Linked DNA regions of Gossypium arboreum: all the other regions are linked to region 2. Evidence: chromatin contacts called from public Hi-C data. All regions are on one chromosome and are shown on one strand. The core of a region is the stretch at or near the end of the contact, and the rest is flanking DNA. Distances in the headings are between cores, read along the strand shown.

Evidence for each region. Hi-C and Micro-C count contacts between places; a contact is called where the count stands out from the background.
Region 1: a Hi-C map of leaf shows a contact between it and region 2, with 4 times the contacts expected there. The contact joins the promoter of LOC108467160 here to the promoter of LOC108457744 in region 2. A contact is called at or near these places in 2 of 5 Hi-C or Micro-C datasets (both in leaf).
Region 3: a Hi-C map of leaf shows a contact between it and region 2, with 4 times the contacts expected there. The contact joins the promoter of LOC108467312 here to the promoter of LOC108457744 in region 2. A contact is called at or near these places in 3 of 5 Hi-C or Micro-C datasets (all in leaf).
Region 4: a Hi-C map of leaf shows a contact between it and region 2, with 2.9 times the contacts expected there. The contact joins the promoter of LOC108466591 here to the promoter of LOC108457744 in region 2. A contact is called at or near these places in 2 of 5 Hi-C or Micro-C datasets (both in leaf).

Annotation. Positions count from the first base shown.
Region 1 is chr2:66,156,211-66,159,903 of ASM2569848v2, forward strand. It overlaps LOC108467160 (mannosyl-oligosaccharide glucosidase GCS1), which reads right to left and starts at 2,324. Exons shown (of 21, transcript XM_017767704.2): 1 at 1,702-2,324; 2 at 1,468-1,541; 3 at 1,050-1,301; 4 at 311-479. The coding sequence starts at 2,004.
Region 2 is chr2:66,663,971-66,667,659 of ASM2569848v2, forward strand. It overlaps LOC108457744 (squamosa promoter-binding-like protein 2), which reads right to left and starts at 2,429. Exons shown (of 6, transcript XM_053024921.1): 1 at 2,276-2,429; 2 at 783-947; 3 at 1-588. The coding sequence starts at 549.
Region 3 is chr2:67,111,628-67,115,630 of ASM2569848v2, forward strand. LOC108467312 (F-box only protein 6) reads left to right here and starts at 1,942. Exons shown (of 2, transcript XM_017767937.2): 1 at 1,942-2,340. The coding sequence starts at 2,186.
Region 4 is chr2:66,310,261-66,314,003 of ASM2569848v2, forward strand. LOC108466591 reads right to left here and starts at 1,656. Exons shown (of 3, transcript XM_017766974.2): 1 at 1,174-1,656; 2 at 286-363; 3 at 1-80. The coding sequence starts at 1,348.

The DNA of each region.
Region 1 (3,693 bases), core at 1,074-3,573, 510 kb before region 2:
CAAGAGGTTAGGCTAGTTGACTATTATAATTTAGATACTTTCCTGTTTGAATCTAGGATGCTCAAATTGTAACATAACTAAGAAGTGCACATGTGATTCTGTAAATATTAGTGGCAAATTTCAGTCTCTTTCCTAAATGCTAACCAGCAATAAATAGATAAATGAACATTATTTGAGTTACTTTGGTAGTGTGAATGGCAAGTAGGCCAAGAGAGCTTTCTACTATATGAACTAATTTTCCTCATCAGTATCAAATTTTCATTCAAATATAAGTATTGTAATTTCTAATTCTCATTCAATTTCCCTTTACCTTCGATTTTAGATGTAGCTGCCACTCTCCAATGCCTGTTCGTAACCCTGATGCCAGGAGAGAATTCTCGTGAATGTCTAAGGTATCTCCACCTAAACTTAGAGCATTTCCATCTTCCTCAGCCAAATAGAAAAAAAGGTGCACATTTTTCTGCATCTCCTCATTCCACCTAGAGGTGTAAAATGGAACATGATAAACTTGATCCCATAGGGAAATTGAATAGTGAGCCAAGTACACACTCAGAATTGAACATTCTGCTCCACATGCAAGTAAATGCATTCTATAGATATTTTCAGACACACCTTGTTATTCTAGCTTGAAAATAAACATGCAATTATGAGTGTATGCAGGAATGTAGAGAGCAAGCAATATTTCTAATAGCTATAGTTCATCAGGCTTTCCATTCACACTACTGCATTATGAATTTAAAAATCATTCCCCAAGGGCCAGGCTAGCTATATAGGAAAATATAATACCTCAATACATTAATTGACTCAAAGAATTCTACACCTAAAATTGAAACATGCATGGCACTAAAAATGTTAAGCCACAGACAGTCATAAAATTGAAATATGCATTAATTGTACATTTACAAATGTATTCTTCAGTTATTCAATCTTTTTTCTCGGACGGTCATAAAATCAACTTCAATATTTTCCTCTGACCTATCTTCAAGAAAGCACCAGGTTAAACATATCCAATCAACAACACAAGTAAAATAACAGATCAAGCAACATACCCTTGATTTTGTACGTTAATTCGAACTGCCCAGTCTCCTCCATAGCCACTGTCATCCTCCTTATATTTCAAGAAACTTGTTGCTAAAGTCATATCCTGGTCAACCAGAACTTGATGTCCAAAATCCCGTCCATTATGACTTGTCCAACCATATGTGCTCAGATCATCGGAATCTTGGCAAATGTGACGAATAAAATACCTCCCATCCTTTACACCGAGCCACATTAATCCAGCAACTAGTGACAGAGGAGTCCTGCCAGATACAGTTTGCTAATTAACAACCTCCAATTACAATGACTTTTTAGCCAAAAAGGAATTACCATGCAATTATTCACATGAACTTTATCTCCTCTGTTCAAAATTATAAACCTAAAGGGAAAAACATATCAAGCTCTACGAATGTAAAAATATGATATTACCTTGCACGAATCCCAAAATAAACATGAGGACGATAAGTTCCCCAGTATAAGCTCTCCTTATGCTCGCCTTGAAACTGTCACAAATCGAGTGCTCCATTACCAAATACGTACATATACGTATAAAAAAATCTATACTCCAATATACTTACATTTATATTCGCGATTTAAAAACTTGTCTTAAAAAAATTTGAAGGAAAAAAGTGAGAAAGGGATAGAAATTCACATTTGGAGTACCTGAGGTAAGTCCATGATTCTGGGAGCTGGAAATGGAGTGACGACTCTAGGTCTACGAACTTCTTCAGCTGTGCTAATGAGATGATGGACTAAAAAGAATATAATTAAGGCGGCGATTATGCCGAAACCTAAAATGATTTTAAGATCAGCGTTGAGGATTCGAAGTGCGGTGCCGTGATCTTTGGTTTTAACTCTGCGGAGTTTGGAGATTGGTTTAGCTTTATTGAAAGCATCATCGTCTTCGTTGACATCGGTGGAGGGTTTGGTTCTGCTTCGAGCGCTCCGTCGACCACCTCCGGTCATTCTCAGATTAGGGTCGGAGAGTTTTTGAGATTAGGGAAATAGGCGTTTCTTGCACTGATAGATGGAGGAATGGAGCAACGCAGCCAAAAATGGCGGGCAGCTTAGGATTCGGCCCAGCCCATCACGGCTCCCGTCGCCTGTGACGACTAACGAGTAATGATTCCGTATCATAGATCACATGTTGGCACGTCACACGATCCAATTAAATACGATTTTATTTTTTGAGTAAATAATCCCGGTTTCCCCTCAACTTTGGTTGAAATTACGTTTTTGTCACTGAATTTTCAAAACTTTTAAAATTGCTACTAACATTTCGAGTTTGAACAAAACGATCATCCAACCGTTATCATCTATTAGTGGGTAACTGTTGTCTTCTGTGGCACGTTAGTTTTTCATATAGGTTCCACGTGAATTGCCACATAAATTTAGGGAAATAAAAAATAATATTTTCAATAAAAAGAAGTTAAATATTTATTTTGGAAAAAGAAAAGGAATAGTTTTCTATATAAACCCTAAGCTAATTTGTGTTATACTCAGCTATTTTTTTTTTTTTTACATTCACCAACCATGAAGAGAAGAAGATAAGAGGAAGAATAAATAAATCTTAAAATTATTTATGGATTTGATTTAAGTGTAATTGTATACATAAATTTTAATTTGGTGTAATTATACACGTGAAACTTTAATTGTAGTTCAAATGTATACTTAAAACTTTAATTTTGATTTAATCATACATATTTAAAGAAATAAATACATCAATATATTTTTATATTAGATAAATATAATCATTTATGTATGTAATAGATAAATATAAAATGATGTTATATCAATAGTTGTGTTAATAATTTACAAGAATTGGATCAAATTAAATTTTATGTATAAAATTACACAAAATCAAAATTCATGTATACTATTGCATATTAAATTATAATTCATACATAATTTTGGTATTTATCCCAATAAAAAAAGAAAGAATGGAGTAGCCTACTTTGAATCCAATGCACTATTATGGAAACCTAGCAAAATTAACAACTCCCCAATAAAATGACAACTCATGTAGGGATTTTTTTGTTGTATGAACTATGGTAATGGAAACTAAATTTGTTGTTGTTTTTTTTCTTAGTATGATCCACCATTGACAGTTCATTCAAGAATTGTTTTATTAAGGATGTTGAAAAAAGTGAAAACAATGGAGAAGGAATGAGATAATCATATGGTTAATAGTTGTGATTATTTGTATTATAATGTGGACTATGAAATGAAGAAAATAATTATTGTTGAATTATGATTAGGGTTAAATGTAGGGTTTTCTATTGTTCAAGTATGAAAATGGGGTTGAAATTTAGAGAGTTTTTTTTTTTTATTGAAGGGAAAATGTTAAAAGCTTTAGTTGAGTGTAACACCCATAAAATTGTTATGTTATAAAAGTAGCATAAAGTAAAAACCGTGCATAATGGATTCCTCGATAAAATGAAATAAGGAATATAATTGACAAAAGATAAGGTTGAAGGATGCCAAAGAAAGTTTAATTAATAAGTATGTAACACCTCACGCCCGACCCATTTGTCGGATCCGAGTATGGTGCGTCACAAATGGACCGGGTTCACCTATTCATAATTATGCTAACTTAATTGCTATAAAACAACTTAAGAATAAAAGTTTCTAATAATGAAATTAAAAACAATAATT
Region 2 (3,689 bases), core at 1,179-3,678:
TATGCCCTGACAATTGGGTTTAGATCTCTTTGCTTGCGCAGGAGATTGTCCAGAAGTGGAAGAATAAGATAAATTCTTAGTATTGCTTCCCCCAGAAACATCTTCAAAGTATGTCCGTTTACCAAGCTTTAAACTGAGCAATGGCTCACCAGAGCCAACTGAAGCCTCAAGTGTTGGGGAAGTACCAGCCAGCTCAGCCCTGAAAGCTTCGTTCTGGTTGCTAATATCATCTGGGATAGCTTCAAAGGCTTCCGAAGTAAATTTGGTCATTTTTACCTCCCCCATAGAAGAAGAATTAATAGATGCCGATTTTGAACTTTTAGACAAAGAAGCAAGGCCCAAATCTGAGGCAGAACCACCACTACCTCCAGCAGCAACAGAAGAATAGAAAGACCCAGAGTTCATTCCTCCCTCTCCATCAATATCCCACTGTTCAGGTCTGAGCTTCCTTGGAATTTCAGTTGGTGTTGCATTTAACATCATCAAGTTTTCCCAGTCCCATTGCAAAGGCGTTTTGGCATTCCAATCCATCGGAGAGATAAAACTCATAGAACACTAAGCACAGTCTTCATATAAAACAGAAGCAACCTGTCACCAGATCCTGAAAGTATAACCTTTGACGTTTGTTCAATTCATAAAGAAAATAAACAGGGCAAAGAAGATTCAATTATGCTAAATTCAACTATACATGAAGGAAACCATTCGTGGACTCCATATGAATACAGAGCATGCAAAACCAAAATTATGCGAAATCATTCTGTTATGTAAAGAACAAATTTTACCTATACATCCAACAGCATCAGAGTCCAATCATCTCTGTTTTTCAGATCTAGAGGAGTGCAACTTAGAAAAATGTCAATCCACTTTAACATAACAATAGTTCGTTCACCCCTTCCCCAATTTTTTTCGCTAAAAGCATTTGCTGATGACACTTTAAATATGCTTCACTGAAAAATGCAACAAATATCAGAGAGGTTGAACTAAACTAGCAACCAATTTTCAAGCCAAGCAAGTTTTTACGCAGATATCAATTTCCATCTTTCTAAAACAGATAACTTAACCAAGGATGCAAAAAAATCATGGATTAGGTCTAAAAATTCGGAGCAAGAAAAGTAGTACAGCTTTTCTCCTTTCATTCTGCAGACAATGACATGTTAATAGCATAATTCCAAAGGATCTCACTGTTCACTCTTGTAATAAGTAAGCCTACACCATCCGGATAAAAAGTTTCACTTCAGTCCCAAATAAATAAGTGTGTGTATCAAAGCGCTCCCTAAACTTGCAACACTTGGACCAAAATCCTAGAGGAGTTTACCCTTATCTATCAACCCATCGGAAACTAACTACCAGGTTTTTGCACCATTAACAATAGGCTCTCTCTCACCAATTATTATAGGAAGCAGTAACAGTTTTCAAGGGGTAAAAGAAAAAAAAAAATCTGACGATTAAACTTCGCTGATGTTACCGTACTCTAAAAAATTTCACATCTTCAATAATTCACTTCAATAATTCAATTATCCGGGCAATCCCACAAAGTAGGTCCCTGACTGAGACCCACAAGAGACCGATGAATACTTGAAAAAAAAATTGAATTAAACCCTAATCTACCATAAATCAAAAGTTATAGCCTTAAGAAGGGAAAAAGAAAGGTACCCAGCAACCTCTTCGTAGTTCTTACTCCTACGGAAAATATAAGAAGCAATCAACAAAAAAGTCAAATACAAGAAATGCATCAAAAGAGAATCATTTCAAGAAATGAAATTATACTCATAAGTCGTAAATTTATTTTGCATACAGAAGTTAGTAGTTCCGCACTGAAACAGAAACAGAAATAAGAAAACTAATTTCTTTTATAGAAATCATGACAGAAAATAAATTTTAGAAAGTATCTGCTCCCTTACCAGCTATCAGCCATCACATCTTTATTCATTTTATAGTAAATAAATTTCAGCCAGAAATATAAAGTGAAAAACAAAAAGGAAAACTGTATATATAAAGAAAACGTAGTCGTTTTCCTTCACTTTCCCCAGAAAACTAGATACCAAAAGGAAAGTAACAATAACGAATTTATTGTTTTTTGAAAATGCATACATAATTTTCTTTTCATATTACCTTTTCTAAAGTTCAAATAATTGATATAATAATAGAAGGTATGAAGAAACTAATGTATCAATCTGAGGTGCAAAAACAAGATGTTTCTCCATTTTTAGAAATTCTAGTTCCTCATTATCACTCTCTTTATTAATCTTTTAAAAAAGAAAGAGAAGAAACTTACTGGTGAGTTACTTACGATCGCCCTCAGCTGAGTCTGACTCGGAGACTGAAAATAGAGGAAAATACAATGGCAGAAACAACTAAAGCGGAAAACAATACCTTCGCTTTTTGGGACGAAAGCATTTTCTTTCCTTACCGTTTTATTTTCTAATTTTATACATTTGAAAATCTGTAGTAATTAAAAATAAGGACACGTGGCGGTAAGAAGTACTTAATAGTGTTGGTAGCGAGCCAGAAAGGAATTTTCAACCGATTCACTTGACTCGGCTATGACGAGTCAACTCGACGATGACAGCTTCAATTCACTTCTTATCCACTTGGATCGACAGCGTGATTGGAAACTACGGCAAGATAAAGATTGATTGTGAAATTAATTAATTAAGTATTAAAATGTGTATTAAATTAAAGATGACGCTGCAATCAATTTTTTTTAACTCAATTTAAATTATTTAAAAAATAATTCCCTTCTGCAATCACTATCACCAGCTTAATTCTCATACTTAGAAGGCTTTCAAAGCTTGGTTAACTTCTCATAGGATTAAAATGACTATTTTAGTTCATTAATCTCATGACATATTGATTTTCCGTCTCCTCCTTAATCATTTCAACTCAGCAGCATGAAAACTTTTCCGAATTCTACGAATCAGCACAGGCAGGGCGATAGGTTCTCCTTGTTGGAAGGAAAATGTTAGCGGAGAGGTTAAAAACAATAGGAACGATGTTCTACAATGTAGTCACTACATAACCCTGGTTAGTCTTGAAGGAAAACCTCTACCCTGTGTGATATACTGCCATGGGAACAGCGGCCGCAGGGCTGATGCTATAATCTTTGCAGCCTTCAAATATTAGCAGTTTTCACTCTTGATCTCGGTTATCCATAAGAGAACATGTCACCCTCACCTTGGCTTGGAACGAAGTAAGCCGTTACTTATGCATTAACATTTTTGTTGATATTGATGGTGGTTTAACATCGTACTACACACAATCAATCTGTCATATAAATTGTTCTTCCAAGTGTTGAATTGTCAAACAAAGAAAATATTTAACATCTTTGTGTGTCAAGCTTGTGGATGATTCCATGTTCCGGCCATTACCTCATAAATAGTAGAAGAGTTGGGTTTAGTATTATCTGATTGTGATTCACAATGGTTAGCGAGAAGAAAACCAAAAAGCGGCGGATTAGAAGATCCATTGGTGACTTTAAAGTTCATATGCATTTGGAAGTGTACTTTCATTTTGCATGGTTGTGGCTTCTGTTACATATGACTTGCTTCTACCAGTTATGGCTATTTACTTGCTTTGTGCTTTTGCTTCTGATTTAGATGGGCTATGAGGTCACCACAAAACCAAGTGATGAGAAATTTAGCATAACTAATTGCATTAAAGCATTGTATAAGATACAAGACATTGAAGAG
Region 3 (4,003 bases), core at 692-3,191, 450 kb after region 2:
GTGTGTCCCTAAATGCATGCTGACGTCATTAATAGAATACTCGATTTTTTGGACACGGGCGACCACACGGGTGTGTCTAGGCCGTGTGAAGGACACGGGCCAGGGACATGGGCGTGTGTTTGGCCGTGTGAAAACCCCTGTAGGTTCGAAATGAGAAATAAATTCAATTAATTCCACACGGGTAAAGGCCACGGGCGTGTCCCAAAGCACACGGGTGTGTCCATTATCTCTACACGGGCGTGTGAGGCTTAACCTAGCAAATTTTCCAGGAACTTTCTCAAGCTCTTGGTTTGATTCCGGACCATTTTCAATGTATGTTTTGGGCCCTGTAAACCCATAATAGGGACACTAAGATGTTGTTTGATTGGCTTCAAATTGGAAAGAAATTTTATAACTCGTATTTCCAAAAATGTCCAAGTACATGTCTGGTAACGCCTCGTACCTAGTCCCAATCTCGGGTACGGTAAGGGGTTTTACATCACTAATGGGAACATATATGGGTCGTCCACCCAGGGACGTAGAAATGGTAGCCTACGCCAGACCCATGATTGCACCAGGAGCAGACAACCACCGACACATGAAAAATAGAAAGTGTGATTGTACACTTGACGCATGAAAAATGGAAAGAGTGTGTCTTGGGCCTCTATCTTTCCACTAATGTGCTAATGAGTGTAGGATCGAGTTTGTAGCCCCTAAGTATACGAGACGCATGCAAGAATCATATGTCTTACAAGTAACTACAAATTTCGATGTTAGAGCTCTTTGACAAGGTATGTATGAACCCCTCCAAAACACGATCATTCGCCTATTTATATTGAAAAATAAATTAATTTAAAATATTTTAAAAAATAAAAAACTTTAAATTTAACTTCATTGAAAAAATGAAATTTAAAATTTTGTCTTACCAGTATCGCTTGAGCAGCTAAAATGTGCTTGTCGTCGAAACGAATCAGAGGGCTTGCCATTCGTGAAAAATTAATCGAAACGAATAATATATGAAAAAATTAAATAAAAATATAATATTTTTAAACAAGCGCATTGAAAATTTTAGAACAAAACTTGAGAAAATTGAGAGAATTGAGAGAGTTGAGAGTTTAGAGAGAATACAGAGAGTTGAATTTTAGTGAAAAAATGAAAAATGGCTTTGTATTTATAGGAAAAAAATTACCGTTAGCCCTTAAAATTTTTACTGTTACCAATATTTAAAAAGTTGTTGGGAAAATGATCGTTGAAGGAAAACACGTCCTCTAAAAAAAACCTATTTCCCTAATTTAAAAAAAGGTCTAAAAGGCTAATTAAAAAAAACATATCTTTCTAATTTAGTTGAAAATTTCTATTATTTGATTATTATTATTATTATTGATTCTGAAAAGTACTTAAAAAGCTAAATCACTAAAAATATTTATTTTAATTGATTTAATATTTTCAATTGATTATCAAAATAAGGCCTAGGTTTCAAATTTTAATTAAATGATTATATTATTTTTAAATGTAATTATATTAAGGTGAAAAGATTAAAATTGTATCAACTAGTATAAATTTGTACGCATCAATACAAATCGATATTTGATTAAATAAATTTAAATGTACCAAACAATTAAATTATACCTAAAATATAATCAAAATGAAACATAAATTACTTGATATTAATTTAAGATCGAAAAATAAGTATTCAATAAATCTAAATGCACTGAAATAATCAAATCATACTTAAAATATAATCAAAATAAAACTTAAATTGGAAAAAATAAGTATGGATGGGTATGGTGGATACTAAAATGATTATAGGCCCAAATCTAAAATCTTTTGGCTTTTTCTTTTCACTTCAATGCTAGTAAATTCTTATGAATATACCTTTATTATTCAAAAAGTTAAAATAAATTTATATTATTTAATTCAAATAAAAATATTTTATATACAAGAGAAGAGGAAAGGGCAAAAATGAAAAGAAAGGAGAAAAGTGGAAAAGAAGGTAGATGCATACATACATACATATTGGAGTGAAAATCAAGTGGGATCATTCATTACAATGACAAAGTTGCGTGCGGGTCAGAATTATTACAAGAAATTATCGTAATAATGGCCACTGACGTGTAAATAGATGACTGGCTAACTCTCAACAAAGGGAGAAAGAGAGCAGCATTTTTTGTTGGTGGTGTTGGAGTAGGGGAGGGGTTATTGGGGCATGGAAGGGCTGGCCATGCTTAGGCAGCTCATCGGTCAGCTTCAAGACCTCTTGCATCTCTACGGCTCTCCTCCTCCGCCGCTTCCTCCGTCCTCTCCTTTTCACCTTCTTCACCTCCACCAACTGCCTCATCCTTTCCACGACCACCACCGCAGGTTCGTTTCCTTTCCTTCTCTCTTTACATAGATCTCTTCAATTTTCTGTTTTTCTTCTCTCGCCTCACATTTTTTTTATGTGCTAATTTTGAATTCTTGTCAGATTTATTCATCTAGGATTCTGTATTTTTTTTTTTTTGGGGGGGGGGAGTGTAATGAGGTGGATTAATGGTAGATTACCTTTGTTATCCGATAATGTTAATTTCTCTTCCTTGCATTTCTCGTTGTTTAGATTTTTGTTTATTTTCTGTTATGCCACTGCCGTTTTGTTAATTTTTATTTTCAGGGGATTTCGCATGTTTACTGCATTTGAATTTTTGGCCATTTTTTACATTACTAAACTATTTTATACCTCTTTTCGACGAAAATAGTAAGTTCATTCAAAATTTTAGTTTTCAGCATGTATCTTTCATCGTATTCCAATCATGTAGTTTCTTTTTTTTTTTTACCCCTTTTTGCCTTTGTTTTCCTTTCCCTTTTTTTCAATTTTCAGTTTGCTTTGTCCCCTCCCCCAAAACCCTCCTCTCATCTTTATTAAGTGTTCATGCTGCTGTGTTTTTTTTTTTTTTAAGTTTTACATATTGTGATGGTCAATTTTGAACTTGTTGGCGATTGCCTTTTGATAATTGATGCTTGAATATCTTTCTTCTTAGTTGATTAGCATGATTATGATTGACTATGAAGATGGAATCTCATTTGTATCTGTTTACTATATGATTTCCTTAGAACATGAACTTAAACTTATAATTCTTGATTAATTTTTAGTCCACTGACTAATCAGCTCCTTTCAATTTTCCTTCACGTTCCTACACGCAAAAGGAAAATAGAAAGTTAATTTACTAGTTAATTCAACAACGTCCTGGGTGTTTCGAGTAACAAAGAGTTGTTGTACTACTCTTGGAAGTTCTCCTTAAAGATTGTATGAATGAATGTTGAGTGGCCTAGCTCTCTGGTTAATTTATAATGCTCTGCTTGCCTTTGCTCATTTGTCAATTCCCTTGTTGATAATTCATCATAGGTCTCTCTCTCTCTGTCAGTCTTCTTTTACAGGGTATTCTTTATGCAAAAGCATTCATGGCAATGTAACAGAGCGTATGGTTGAAAGTTTCTATTATTAGTGCATTTAATTGATATTGCTGTCAACATACTGTTGGTATAGCTGGATGAATAGAGGTCTTTGGCTGTGCAATGATTTGAGTTTACTCTGTTCAAACGATACCTTAAACATCCTGTTGCACATATTCTGGATCCATAAAACTGACTAAAAAGTACAGACTTACTGGTGAAAACAATCTCAATGAATTGTGAGAATCATGTATACCTAATTTTGTAGAGGGCTTTTTCGTGGTCCAGTTGTACGTCTCTATATTGTTTGACCACTCTTTATGCAATTATTACAAATTGGGTTGTGTAGTATGAATATTATGTTCATTATTCTGATGCAATTGAGTTGAAGGTCTTGACCTTGTATTCTGTCCCTTGATGTTTTGGTCCAAATTTATACCAAGATTAATTATTAGAAATTGCTCTAGACTAATCAGGTATTCTATTCCTGACATTCTAAGGACTAAGAGCGAGTAACTGGTATTTTTCAAGTATATCTTCTTTCAACTGTTAATAATGAAAAATTAGTATTCTTCATAACTACGATAGGTACCTTGTA
Region 4 (3,743 bases), core at 406-2,905, 350 kb before region 2:
CCCATGTGCATCCACCGCACCCTCCATCGAATGGTTGCTTTTCTGGTGGTTTGGACTGTTCCCCGAAGAAGAGGCGGAATCTGTATGAAAACAAGCATTACTCCAACTCAAAACCACTTACAAAAACCCTGCCGCCACTATGTTACTCGGACTGTGAGAGTCCAATGTGAGTGTCTGACACGAGCGTGTGTAGTTTTTTCATATATTTTGAGGATCATACTTCATATCCATATGCAATGTTTGATTCAACTATAGAGGGGAAACATAGTTAGGGGAGACTCTCACCACCATTGGCACTGAAGAAATCTTCAAAGTCAGATTCTAACGAAGGTTGTGAATCAAAAAAGCTCTCCTCTGTGTTACCTGGAGAGAAATTATAGGCACACTTAATTACACATGCTAAACATGACCCAATTTTACATAATGCATTTATGGAGCAAAATATCCACACCATCTTGAATCCTGCAAAGAAATTGCCATTGCATGCATGATTAATCATGCAGCACTGAATTAGGTTTTTGATTAATCATGCCATTACACTTTGCTTCATACATCAGCATATCTTGTAAAATGAGTAAACCTCAAATAGTTCATTATTCTAGGAACATGTGCCTGCAGGAGAATATTTGATATTCCAGTGATAACGTATACAATAAGAAAAAAAAGGGCCATTTGACTGAAAGATCACAGAACATACTATAGTTGCTGACAAAATTAGAGATGATTTACATAAGATAATCTTGTTTGAGTATTTACTTAAGAGCAAAGGGACAAGTAGGTGAGGACTTGGGATTCTCAACTTCATATCACTCCTCTATTTCTTGGTTAGCTGTTAGGACAGTAACTTTCAACTCTGAAAAAAGACACAAAAATAGGAAGATGCCATGAATAAACACTGTTTCCCTTGTTTGTAATGAGAAAAAACACCAAAATATCTAATTTGGCTAATGTGAGTGGTCCAAAGCCAAAGGGTTCTGAGCGAAATAGTAAAGGACTGTCCCGATCAATCAAGCAGATTGCAGTCAGTCCAATGACCCAAGAACAAATAGAGTTTCCAACTTTTATTTTATATATATCTGACAAATGAGATCAAACAAATGCAGTAATTTAAAACCTGAAGTGAGGGTAACCCATGATGATAAAGGAATGAAGAAAGGCAAGTTAGAAACATACCCATCTCTTGTAAACTAGTTTCTTGTTCCATAGATGAAGGCTGAAGCCTGGAATCGTATCCAACAATTGAGGGCTCCCTTCTAACATTGTTCTCCTTAATGGGTGATTGAATTCGGGCACTAAGATCAATGTCTGCAGGATCTTTATTCTTGTAAACTGTAACACAATTCCCCATGTCTTTTTTTTTTCTCTTCCTCTACTCAATCATGAGACAAAAGAGAGCACTTTAACTAAGCTGTTTCCTTCGATGCAAGGAAACAAGGAAATGGGTTTTAATATTAAGCTTTAAGCTTGAATTCATTCACTCAACCAAATTGTAAGGGGGGACTTGGGAGTTGATTGGTCTTGAGAGCAAAGTAATGGCACTTGCAGGCATGGGTCCATATTCAATGACCCCTTTATTTACTACTTTGCATACTGTTTATCTTTGTTTGATTGGTATCTTCTCTTTCTTGCTATACTTCTGGAAAAGCATTAAAAGTCTGCTCGGCTCCATTATATTCCTCTTTTCCATTTATTAAAATTTTCCTTTTCCCCATTCAAAATTTTCTCACCGTTCTCTTATTATTATTATTATTATTATTATTATTTTATTTTAACTTTGTATTCAACATTCAGTATATATACTGTATGTCAAAATAGAAGCGTAGAACACAAAAGCTAAAAAATTCGACACTTGCTTGCTTCATTTAAGTTTTAAACTCCACACTCGAAAGTTTTAGTGTTTTGAATTATTTAACATTGTTCTTTTTCTCTATCAAAGAAAAAAAAAATTCAAACCTAGTAGACTGGTTACAATTAATAATACAAATTCTAATACTATACAAACTTAGTGGTTTGTGGCATTAACAAAAAGAAAAGAGAAGAGAAGAGAAAAGCAAAAGCAAGTGTTAGCGTAATTAACTATTTGTGAGCTGACCTAATATTGGGCTACAATGATGAAGGCTGAGGTCCACCAGAAATTAATTGTTTGCGACTTTAGTTATGATGAAGAATCCGATGGTTTTCTTGCATGTCTTGTCTCTTTCGGGCGGTTGCATTTGTCCGTGCAAACATTAAATCCTTTCGTTTGACAAAATTCTACTGAAATGAAACATGCAACAAACTGCCAAATTCACAGACTAAGTATCCTACATGATATTCTTCACCATATTTTGTTTTTTTTCATGAGTTCCATTGGATAAAGATGTACTTATGGAACAGTTGTATTCATCCCGTTTATATTTCAGTTTATAAAAGAAATAATGGTAAATGAATTTCGATGATACAATAAAATCTAATGATTGTTAATATTTTGTATTGATGAAAATAATTCATCGAACATTGAGTGGGGGAATAACAAAAGTATCAAGTTCTATAAGGAATTTTTGCAGTAATTCTTTACAGAATAAACTTTGAAAATTAAAAGATGGAAGGGAATAAAAACTTTTTGTTTATGAGTTTGTGTTGTGTCTTGATTAGGGGCAAATTCAGGGGGCTGGTAGGGGCCCCGATCCCCCCTAAAATAGAAAATTTTCTATTTAGGGCCTTTAAAATTTTTAAAATTTTAAATTAGTAAAGGTAAAATTACACTTTGCCCCCCTAAAAATGATAAAATTTTAATTTAATCATTTAAAAATTATAAAAATATAAATTATTCAAATGGTGAAATTGTATTTTTACTATCATAAAAATTACAATTTAATTTCGCCCCCTAAAAAAATTTTCTAGCTTCGCCCCTGTTCTTAATGTATCTTTGCATTTTTAGTATGTAATGTAAATCAAAATTCCTTTCATTTAGAAGTTGAAACAAAATAACCAATGAGTATGGAAGTCCCATCGATTGTTTCGATATATGTATTTCTTACGGGAAATGAATGAAGAGAGGCTTCTTGGGTTGTTTGATTGCCTCTTGAACAACTTCTCCCTAGATAGAGAACTTGTTTTATGGCAAAGAGGTAACAATGAATGTGGACTACAACAAGTACATCTTCATAGAGTTGAAGTTTGAGAGGACAATTGATTTTCCTATTGAGTGGACACGCCATTCTACTAGGAAATGCTATTACCACCCGCATTTACAAGATGTCCTTGGGGGTTCATGCGAGCATAAAATGATAAACTGGAAGGGGATATTGGTGATCCCTCTTGAGATCACTTTCAAAAGTGTCTTCAAGATGGTTTTCAAAACAATAGGAATATGCCCTTATCGTCCTATGCTTCTCCTTTTTACATCAAGTATGGGATAGCCAAGTGTCTTCAGGGGGTGACCTCAGAGACTATCTACTATATTATTAAGTTTTTCCACCTACTGTATTAGCTTACTCGACGAAGTCTCTGCATCTGGTTACTATTTGGCGTATAGTTGGAAAAATAAGGATATATATGAGCAAGTAAAATGTTTGTCTTGGCTAAGTATATAATTATGTGTAATGCACCATTTGGAGAACTCTTAGTTTGGCGAGCTCTGTGATTTGGCGAACTCTTCTGTTAAGTATTCACCCAACCCAAATGTTTAGTATTTAAGTATGGTAATTTGGTTAGCTAAGTTGAGATTTAGTTAGAAAGGAACTAGACTACTGTTGATAATA